2 separate regions of the Triticum aestivum genome follow, and region 2 is linked to region 1. A link is a contact called in public Hi-C data. All regions are on one chromosome and are shown on one strand. Each heading gives the region's core, a stretch centred on a gene start, on an enhancer-like site or on the middle of the called end of the contact. The rest is flanking DNA. Distances are from core to core; before and after follow the strand shown. Region 1 holds the start of LOC123160306 (proline iminopeptidase). Region 2 holds the start of LOC123163142 (E4 SUMO-protein ligase PIAL2).

Region 1 (5,168 bases), core at 1,540-4,039:
ACTGTCAACCTAAGTTAACGTTGGTAAGATCTTAGCAAGTAGCAAATAAAATGCAACTTTGAAATTTCCAATTGCCACACTTTGGTAACTACGGACTATTCATAGACTGAAAACAGCCTGCAATGTTAGCTTTTCACTTCATGGGTTACTACTTTAGTAAGGAACCATTTTCTTTAAACAAAGGCAAACGCTTTGCCCCATCTCATTATTTAAAGAGTTACAAATTACTACAAACTTGCCAGACAGATCAAAATGCTACAAAGTCTACTCTCAGCGCATGATAGAGCTCAAAATTAGCAGGAACATGACTATAACAAATGACGCTTCCCATAAATATCTGGGCATACCTCTCCAGTAAGATACACAGGACGGCCTTCTTCTGTAGCCTTAACAGGATCAAACAAACTTCCATTTTCATTGAGGATCTTATCGGCTGACCATTTTGATGAAGATCCCTGGATCCATGAATTACAGTAGACTTTAGAAAATGAGTTGCAGTACCAGCTAAACAGATTAAAAAAAAGTATCAAAAGTTACCTCACAGTAAATAGACTCATGCAAGAGAGCATAAAGAGGATTTTGATCAAAACCTACCCACATGTCAAACTGCAGGAAAATATAATGTTAGGTTACCCATTAGACACATAGAACATGGTAATTTTAAAGATCAACATTATATTGGTGATGCTTAGTACCTCTTTCAAGAAGTAATAGCTTATATTCTTTTTCGCACCAGGAACGAGTACAGGATCCCACACTCTCTCGAGTCTGTCCCAGACAATGGCAAGGAGTGGCACAGATCAGAAAGTTACATTATTTTATCAAGTAATGAAGAAAATGCAAAGTATTTCTTACAGATAATGCAGTCTTTCAAATCCTCCAGTGAAACCTAAACCAGATAGTCCAAGGCACTGCAGCATCTTAGGGGTTAACCTGCCACCTGATGGAAGAAGAACCTGATAAAAATATGTTGCATAAGAAACAAGTTTCAAATTCACATGTGAGAGAAAACGCAAAAATAATAAGAATGACTTACTCCTCCACCTTCAGATTCACTCAAGTATCTCACAACTTCATGAACGACTTGTACATCCTGAGGAAACCTCTTATAGTACTTCTCATTTTGCTGCTGAACCTGCTTAAAGCAGGCTCTGTACACAGTTTCTGCAGTGCAAGGCTTTCCTAGTGGTGGAAGCCCTCCGGTTAAAAGGACAGCTTTCAGGCCCTCTGGAGCAAAACTCAAATACGTAACAGCACAAAATCCACCATAACTCTGTAAAGGAGGAAATGGTAGACCGTATAAATAACAATATTGCATTAACGACAATAAATAAGAATGCAAGGCAAATAAGTGCATCAAGGTCACATGATGTTACATACTGTACCTGTCCCAGAATTGTCCAAGGCTTGGCATCCGGTACAACATGCCGACGAATAAACTCTGCATCCTTAACTATGCTATCTGCCCTGAAATGCTTCAGATACTCCACCTGCTCTGCTGCAGATGTTATTTGAGAAAGAGATGATGTTGTCAACGGTGTTGACAATCCTGTTCCTCGCTGAAAGGTAAAAAGAATGTCAGCACAGGAAGACCAAGATGGGTGCAAAAACCGAAGAGTACAGAGTATCTGCCGAAGAAGTTGGAATGTACCTGATCGAGCAATAGCACGCGGTATTCTTCGCATGCCTTCTTTACCCAACCACTCGCTTCCGTGGGACGGGGACTTTCATATCCAGGCCCCCCTTGTAGGTACACCAGATAAGGCAAAGCGGCCTCTTCTTTTCCAGCTGTAATGATACACTTAAACAGTCATGTGGATGCAGAGCATAAAAGAACAGTACAGTAGTAAGTTAAGCACGCTCCCTCAACATGAAATTAGCATGAAGTGTTCCAAGCATATGATGTTGGATACATTGCATTAACTTAAAATTCAGTTCTTCCACGCATGGGCATTGTATCCATACACTCGGCGTCTCGGCCCAGCGTCTCTGCAGCTACACCCGACACGCCTTACCGAGGATTCAGTAAACCAAGCGGGAACTGTGTGTTTTAGCATGGTCGTGCCAGTGGACAGCGCAAAAGGTTCGTCAATGTTTGCATGACTCATTCCCAAATCTACCAAACAATGTTTTACTTCCTACTAGTATTTCCTAAGCATATACTCCTACTACTGATTCCTGGTTGCCTCAGAACAGAGATTAAAAAAGAGAGAGAGATAAAACGAGCACGCGAGATTCTACTTAACCTGCCCACCGATCCCGCAGCGGATGTGCAGGGCCATCTTATCCCCCTAACTCCGTGACCGAGAGGCGTGGCAGGGGAGATGCGAGGGAGGAAGCGGGGAGTACCTGCGACAACCTCGCGGGCGAAGACGGTGATGTGCGGCGCGGAGGGGGAGGAGTGGTCGAGCGGGACGGCGAAGCGGTGGTCGCGGAGGCTGAGGTCCGGCACCGCGTACCACGGCCCGGCCTGGTGCGGCGCGGGCGCGGCGGCGCTGGCGGCCGGCGAGGACGACGACATGGACATCCTCGTCGGGATCCGGTGGCGCGGGAAGCGGAGGCGGACGGCGAGGAAGGCCGGTTGGTGGTGGTGGTGGTGGAGTGCGAGCGCGGCGGCGGTCGCGCAGCGGAGGAACGATGTGACGACGGCCATGCCGCGGCCGTCGATCCTTATTTAACGGCGGCGATTTGTTTGGCTTTTTCCCGATAACGGACCAATCATCCGAAACGTGGACTCTTCTCGTTGGGTTCGAGACTTGCGGTGGGATGCTACACTGAGTGACACTAAGCAAACAGAATTCTAATCTTAAGACCATCTATATAGCTGGACCTCTCAAACTCGACATATACGTCATGATTTTTTTGACCCAGACAGACCCCTCAAATGGTCTTCAAACGCTCGGACTGACCGACACCCCCACATCCAGCCCAAATATGGGGCGGATATGGGGGTGCCCGGACGCACCGGGCACGGCCGCCACGTCGGTCTGACGGCGGGGTCCCACGCGAAAACGCCCGGAAACCCGGCGATCCGATGGACGCCAGGTCCGTCGCTGCGGTGTGAACACCGCGTGGCGCCGGTTCGCCGTCCAAGACCAAATTCGGCTATTTAAGTCGGTCGGCGTCTGGCAACCCTAACCCACCCCCCTCCCCTCTCTTCGTGCCGCCAGTCCGAGCCCATACACCTCCTCCCTCTCCCGCTCCGGCACTCTTTCCGCTGTAAAACACTTCGCCCACGCTCCGGCACTCCGCCATGGTCCGGAGCAAGATCACCTACTATGCCATGCTGACGCCGGAGCGTCGCTCCGAGATCCAGCAGGAGATCCGGGTGGGGCAAGCCGCGCGCACCGCCCGCATCGCTGCGAGGCTGCCTCCGTACTCGCCGGAGCCGGAGAAGGAGGAGGAGGAGCAGCCGGGGGAAGAGGAGGAGGACGAGATGGCTCCGATGGAGGTGGAGGAGCCAGACCAGCAGATGCCCGCCTTCAACTTGGAGCAGACGGAGGCGGAGTTGACCGTTGCCCAGTCCGACGAGATGGCGGAGCAGCAGGCCATCCTGAAGTCCATCCAGGATGAGGCCTATGTGGAGGACAACCGGGCGTTCCTCCGATGGAGCAGGAGTCCAACGCGCTCTTCGCTGAGCTCGACGCGGAGATAGAGGTGGAGGAGGCTGGAGCGGAGCAACCAAAGGCGCCGGAGGAGCGAGAGCTGCAGCTGCCGCCCATGCTGCCCGAGCTGGACACGAAGATCGCCGTGATCTCCAACGAGGAGTAGCTAGGATCGACGTAGTATGTAGGTTCTACTTCTTTTGCATGTCTTTGTATGGATATAAGAATCTAGTATGAGATGTACGAATGCAAGAAGTGAAATTTAAGGCATTGCCCGAGCACTGAACATAAAACGACTTTTGGACAAAGAGGAACAATTTTTAAAAAAACATGAACACATTTTAATACAATGAACAAAATTTCAAAATCCAAACATTTATTGAAAATTGTGAAGAGAATTAAAAATTCCGAACAATTATTTGAAAAATGTGAGGTATGTATTGAAAGTCCGAACAATTTTTTTGAAAATTTGTTTTTTTATTTTATGATAAAACAAGACTGGAAACAGAAAAACCAAAAAAGAAATAAGAAGAATCCAAAAAACCATAAGGAAAAAGGCGGTTCAGAACCTACCGGTAGGTTCCGAAACCGGTCGGGATCCTTCCAAAAGGTTCCCAAAACGGGGATCATCAGACTTTGAAAAAATACGGTAAATGGGCCGGCCCATGTACGAGCGGGTGTGCAGCAGGTGGACAGTTTTGTTGCGGAATGCGAAAAATAGGGTTTGCCTTGCTTTGCGAAATCACCAAGGCGCATTTTTCTTCCTTCATTCGCGTGGGCCACCCCTAAGGCCCAAACTACATATAGCTTTGTCTTTGTTACAGGACCAGCGGCCCGACCCATGTAGCTTTCTCTGCTCCTCAAGACAAGTGCAGACACCCCTCAATAGGACACAAGCGCAGACAAGATCACAAGTTGGTCTAAGAGCAAGTACAATAGTGGGCTATAAGCCCACTTACATGACACTTTTGTTTATGTGAAGGAGAGAGATATTGAAAAAGTGAAGGAGTGGGCCTTTATGCAAGAGCCCGCCTCTACGTGTGATCCTAGATAAAAATATTTAATGGGAGGAAGAGATAAAGAGAAAGTGAGAAAAAGTTGTTACCTTATGACCAACCTTATGGTCAGCACTATTATATCAGTAATTAAATGCTAACTTTGGATGACATAACATGCTTATATAGTCAGTTGCTCGCTATACTATTAACCATGCTCTAAGAGCAAGTACAGTAGCAGGTTTGTAGCCTGCTTACATGACAATTTTGTCTATGTAAAAGAGAGAAATATGATAACGTAAGTGAAGTGAGCTCTCATGCAAGTGCATAACTATACACGTGCTCCTAGATAGATGCAATAATATAAAAAAAAGATAGATAGAAGATAAAAAAAAAGTACTAATTTTATAATCGACCTTATAGCTAACCTTATTGTATGAGTGATTATAAATGATGGCTATAGATAATATGACAATATCATATAGCCACCATATGCATGTATTATTAACCATGCTCTAATGGCCGAACGCCTAGGACAGATGCGACGGGCAAAAACGCAGTCTGTCAG
Region 2 (5,212 bases), core at 2,095-4,594, 350 kb before region 1:
CAATCCTATTCTAAGTGACTTATCCAAGAAAACGTTTCGTTTATGCAAGAGACACCCTAGGTTGTTTAGTATTTAACCCGTGGTCACACTCCAACCATCACGCACGCATGCAAACGTGATCCACGGGGCTGATTCAATGAATTATAACCGGGAAAGAAGGAACAAATCCTCACCACGATTTATAGAAAATTCGCACCAGGCATGAGAATCAGATTCAGAAAAGAATGAACAAAACATGATGGGAAGGCAATCGAAGGGGTCAAATCCACACATATTCGAATGATAATAAATACGACAGCACCGACGGCGCGAGCACTGTAGTGTTGGAGACGGGGAAGGGCACGGTGCTGTCCCAGTTCTTGCCGTGAATCGTTGAGGAGGAGGAGCCGAGGAGGGTTCCGCGGCGGTCGTTGACGCAGGCGTGATGGGGACGAGATCCGGCGGCGGCGCTCCAGATCTGGTGGTCTGGAACGAGGTGCCAGCAACTTGGCGGTCGTTGACGCGGGCGTGATGGGGACAGGAACCGTCGGTGGCACTCCGGATCTGGTGGTCTAGAACGGGGTGCCAGCGACTTGGCTTCACATCGGCCTGCATGCATATGCACTCCATAGAATTAGAACGAGACGAGGAAATGAGAGAGAGAGAGAGAGGACATGACAAGACGGGATCCGGCGGCTGCGCTCACTCAGGTGGAACGGGGGCACCAGCGATTTTGGAGGCTTCACATCCGGGCCTGCATGCAGTCACCCGATTGAACACGCCGGCAACCCGGGAACGAACTTCGCCGAGCAGCCGTCTCATAGCGCTTAAATGTCGTTGGCTACGCATATCGGTGGAAGCACGGGATGAGAAAGAGAGATGGAGCGAGAAGGGGCAAATTGCGAATCGCTGCGAGAAAGGGAAAGAGGAGAGGGGTCGGCTCGGCTGGCTTGGCTCCCTCTTCGCTCCGCCCACACGGAGTCCACCGGTCAGAGAGATTTGAGAGAGGATGAGAGATGGAGCGAGAGAATAGGAAAGATGGATGCAGATGCATCCTGGTGGGGGCGAATGGATAAGCCAGCGATGGAGACGAATGGATAAACCAACGGTGGAGCCATGGAGGTACACATGATGGGCCTGATGGGTGTACGTGTAGGTGCGTGTAGGCCGCTCAGCCGCACGGGAGTTATAATATTTTCTTGTGTTTGGACCAAGACTTAATAGTGCAAAAAAAATATTGAGAATGAAATATAATCTTCCAAATAGAGCAAACCTACCATTAGAAAAAAAAACTACATTATCAAAATCATTAGAATTCAAATCTTTTGGTAATTTCGTAAAATACTTTAAATGAATTATTAAACACTCGAAGATGTTCACGACGGAACAAACATATGCTGCCTCACCGCGATTGCTCTTTTTCTTCCGAGCTTTGGGAGGCTCCCTGCCATATGGATGTAGATGATCAAGAAGAGTTCAGAAAAGCCAAGTCCGTTTTTTCTAAAAAAATAAAATTACTTTTTTGCCACTTGAAACGTGGTTAGGGCACGTATAATGCGGGCACTGGGAATAAAATACTGGCAGATTTTGCATCGTCCTGGCAACTTTCCTGGTATCAACCCATAACCTAGAGTCGGACACTAAAAAAAGTATACGCAATGTAGCTGCTAGGGCCGTATGATTGTGCATGTTAATTTGCTTGGGATTCTAAATGCTCTTGTGTTGGAGCCGGCCTTAGTGGTTGTTTGGATACAGGGAATTAGAAGTAGGATTTTAGAAAACGAGTTTTTAGAGAATTTTTAGGAAAACCAGTTTTGGTTAGTTATTCTGTTAAGGTAAGCACGTACAATACTTTGTTTGGATGAGAAAAATAAGAAAGCATGGATACGCAGCTCCATCACACAACGACTTAGTCAAAATTCCAATACGTTCCTTCGGTCGATCTATTGAGCTGCTGGCGCTTAGCGGGAGCGTCTCCGTCGAGCGCTCCTGTCAGCCTCGCTGCGGCCACTTCCCCAAATACGGCGACAGAGACAAGGGCGCTGTCGGTGGCGACGGTGATGACAACGAACCAGGCTGCCGGCCATGCAGCAGTATCCTCTGTGCGCCGCTGGGATGACTAGGCAGGGGGCAGTGCTTACGATGTGATGCTGTTCGCCGTTCGCGTACGCTGGGGAGATCAGGTTGTAGCAACCGTCGGTAAGACGAACACATCGACTATGGCATTCTGTATTCCGCGGCAGCTCCCGGCTCCCGCCTCGCCAAGTCACCATGCCATACGGCGACGGGCACGTTCAAGCCACGAACGGCAAGCTCGCCGAGCCTCGCCGACTTCCAGCGTAAACTTGCTGATGCCTGTAGAGCACATCGCGACCCTTGTGCTTCGTCACCGTGTCACACGACGAAGGCCATGTCCGGGCCAGAGCGGCGAGAGCTCGCTGAGCCGCACTGACTTCCAGCGTCGCCTCGCTTGTGCCTGCAGAGGACGTGGCGGCGCTATGATGCGTCGTCGTGCGACACGACCACGACCACGTCTGGGCCCCGAGCGGCGAGCTCACCCACTCGTCGGCGCCTCGCTCATGCCCGAAGAGGATTGCGGACGTCGTCGTCGGCAGAAGGAGGAGCACATCGGCCATGGCACCATGCGCTCTGTATGTGGCCACCGTATTCATAAAACTGGTTTATATAAAAACGCCAAATAGTCGTTTTTCTATAAGCTGGGTTTTTGAGGTTTTGTAGAACTCAGTTTTCTTTATCCATGATTCAGTTAGGCGATCCAAACAAGATGTTTGGTTGTTACAACAGAAATTGCGTTTAACTAGAGCTAGTTCTCTATAATCTTGCTATCCAAACAACCCCTTAGAGTGATATTTTTAACCTCTTCATCTGTTGGTCATTATCTATTATGATATCCATGTATAATAAGTGATTCCACATGAGTTTGTCAGTTAATGCTAGCCTACATAGATAGTGTGTTAGGTGGTGGATCAGTGCATCATCTTGGGATTGATCACATTTGGGTTCATTGTGATCACGTAGACATCACAACTATCATGGACAAGGGCGGGAAAGAGGATAAGCTTCGAAACGGCAAAGGCGTGTGATATTGATTTTCACCCGTTGCAACGCACGGGCCTTTTTTGCTAGTAAAATAAAAAAAAATACTAACAAGGAAAAACAATATACGTACCAGCTGGCAACCGACGTGTGCGAAATCCCTCCCACGAACCGCCCCCAGATCGCTCGCTGACGCGCGGGCCCGACGGCCCCCCACCGCTCCGCCTCCCAACTGCCCACCGAGAAGTCGAGAACCCCGCGCGTATTCCCAACATTTCTCTCCCGTAAATAAACTTCTCCTCCCCGTCATCCACACGCCACACTCCCCCGTCCCACCGCGCCACCCACCTGCCCGCAGCGGTTCCGCTACGGGTACTCGGCATTCCTCCCCGCCGCCTCGCCTCCCCTCCTCTCCCCTCTTCCCGTGGAGAGACAGACACGCGGCCGCCAGCCAGGCCGAGGCATGTCCGGCGGCGCCGCCCTAGCCTCCCAGCCCCAGCCCTCCGCGCCCCCGTCGCAGCCGCAGCAACAACAGCAGCAGCAGCAGGCCAGGGAGCAGCTGAAGAAGGCGGTGGAGATGAACGCGGTCCGCCTGCAGGCCATCGGCGAGCGGATCAGGGGCCACTTCCGCGGCGGCTCCTACGCGCTCGCGCCCGCCGACCTCTCCCACCTCGTCTACGCCCTCGCCAGGTCCGCCCCTCCCCCCACCCGCATTATCCCGCTCTCCCCGTCCCAGCCTCCGTCCCCCCTAATTCTCCCTAGGGTTTTTGGCCGCGGCGTCGTGGCGCAGTGGCTCTTCGCCTAGTTTTTTTTTCCACCGTGCGTGCGTGCTTGCAGGGGGATCGATTACGCGCTGTCGGGCGGTGACATTCCTAAGATCGCGAGTGAGATACCAGACACTCTGAGAAAGGTAAAATTGCGTCTGTCCCCTTCCTCGGCCGGACAAATTCCCCTTGTTTTGTTCCGCGCAGTCTTCTCAATTTCTGTTGTCTTTTGGCCGGTTCGTATAGTGGTGAAACGGACATGGCAGTTTCTGCTGGCGAGTCTAATTATTAGACCATAACCGCCCTTCCTTACTCATGATTCACTGCTCGTGTGACTCACTACAGCAGTTACTAGTTGTGATCACCTTAATGCATTATAGAAGTGGAACACGCATTTGGTGTGACGGCAGTTGAGTTTTTCATTGTAAGCTAGGTATTTTTTACCCTTGGACCTTCTGTGAATGCGCTTCCTTTTGGTCTAAATTGCAATGTTTAGCAAATGGGAGTAACACAATACATATAGGTTGAGAGCGCAAGCTGTGTAATTGTGAGACTTAAATGAATGAATGGTAGATTGGTATCTTTTGTTTTCTCCGAAACATCTCTTTGAGAGGGTCACGGCCTCAGCAGTGTGCTTTGTTGATTCAAGACTTCAAGTACACCAACTTCATAGCATAGAGATAACTAGTTGACCAAAGTTAAGGAAACTCATATGAGAGTCTAACTTTTAACTTAAAAAGTGAAGTGACTTATTTTCCCTTTCAAGTACTATAGTAGCGGACACTCTTTGGAGGATTCTAGTTCCTAATTTCACAAAAAATTATGTTAGATTTGTGATTCTGTTGTTCATATGCCTTTTCTTCTGGTAATAAGTGACCTAATCAAGGGGGTAATATAGTCTTTGCCAGGCATACTTGTTTCTATGCAATACCTGAAACTGCCCGTCTATTCAGGATATGGGTGAATATATTTTGTATTTTCGAACTTATTTAGTTCTTCTGGGGAACACATCCTAACATTGTTATTTTCTAGATTTGTTGTATGAGGTAACTAGCATATGAGCTGTACACTTACGAATTTTGACCTTGAATTATGTTGTCCATTCATTGTGGGTGGATAATTTGTTTATGCGGTAAATTAAGTCGTGGTCAATATTTTGCTTAATTCTGTGCTATTAATTTTAACTCTACCACTATTTACCAGGTATATGAGCTGAGGAAGGATCCATTTCTACAATCTTCTGTCATGGTACTGATCATATCATGCAAGGTAAATCACCTTTCATGCCAGTCATGTGTTAGTACCACTTAGAAACTTTTTCCCAAACCAGAACACAATTACGTACGAGGAATTATCTGTTTATATAGTCTTGTTTCACTCATGTTGGTTTATTTGAAAAGTCCAATTGTAAA

What was found. Hi-C and Micro-C count contacts between places; a contact is called where the count stands out from the background.
Region 2: a contact with region 1 is called in a Hi-C map of leaf, with 4 times the contacts expected there. The contact joins the promoter of LOC123163142 here to the promoter of LOC123160306 in region 1. A contact is called at or near these places in 2 of 5 Hi-C or Micro-C datasets (both in leaf).

What each region holds. Positions count from the first base shown.
Region 1 is chr7B:26,381,652-26,386,819 of IWGSC CS RefSeq v2.1, reverse strand. LOC123160306 (proline iminopeptidase) reads right to left here and starts at 2,789. Exons shown (of 10, transcript XM_044578110.1): 1 at 2,350-2,789; 2 at 1,652-1,788; 3 at 1,386-1,559; 4 at 1,037-1,273; 5 at 856-956; 6 at 696-768; 7 at 538-606; 8 at 348-455. The coding sequence starts at 2,653.
Region 2 is chr7B:26,728,439-26,733,650 of IWGSC CS RefSeq v2.1, reverse strand. It overlaps LOC123163142 (E4 SUMO-protein ligase PIAL2), which reads left to right and starts at 3,344. Exons shown (of 16, transcript XM_044580902.1): 1 at 3,344-3,726; 2 at 3,874-3,946; 3 at 5,004-5,069. The coding sequence starts at 3,500. LOC123160372 (a long non-coding RNA gene) reads right to left here and starts at 1,048. Exons shown (of 2, transcript XR_006480148.1): 1 at 686-1,048; 2 at 130-588.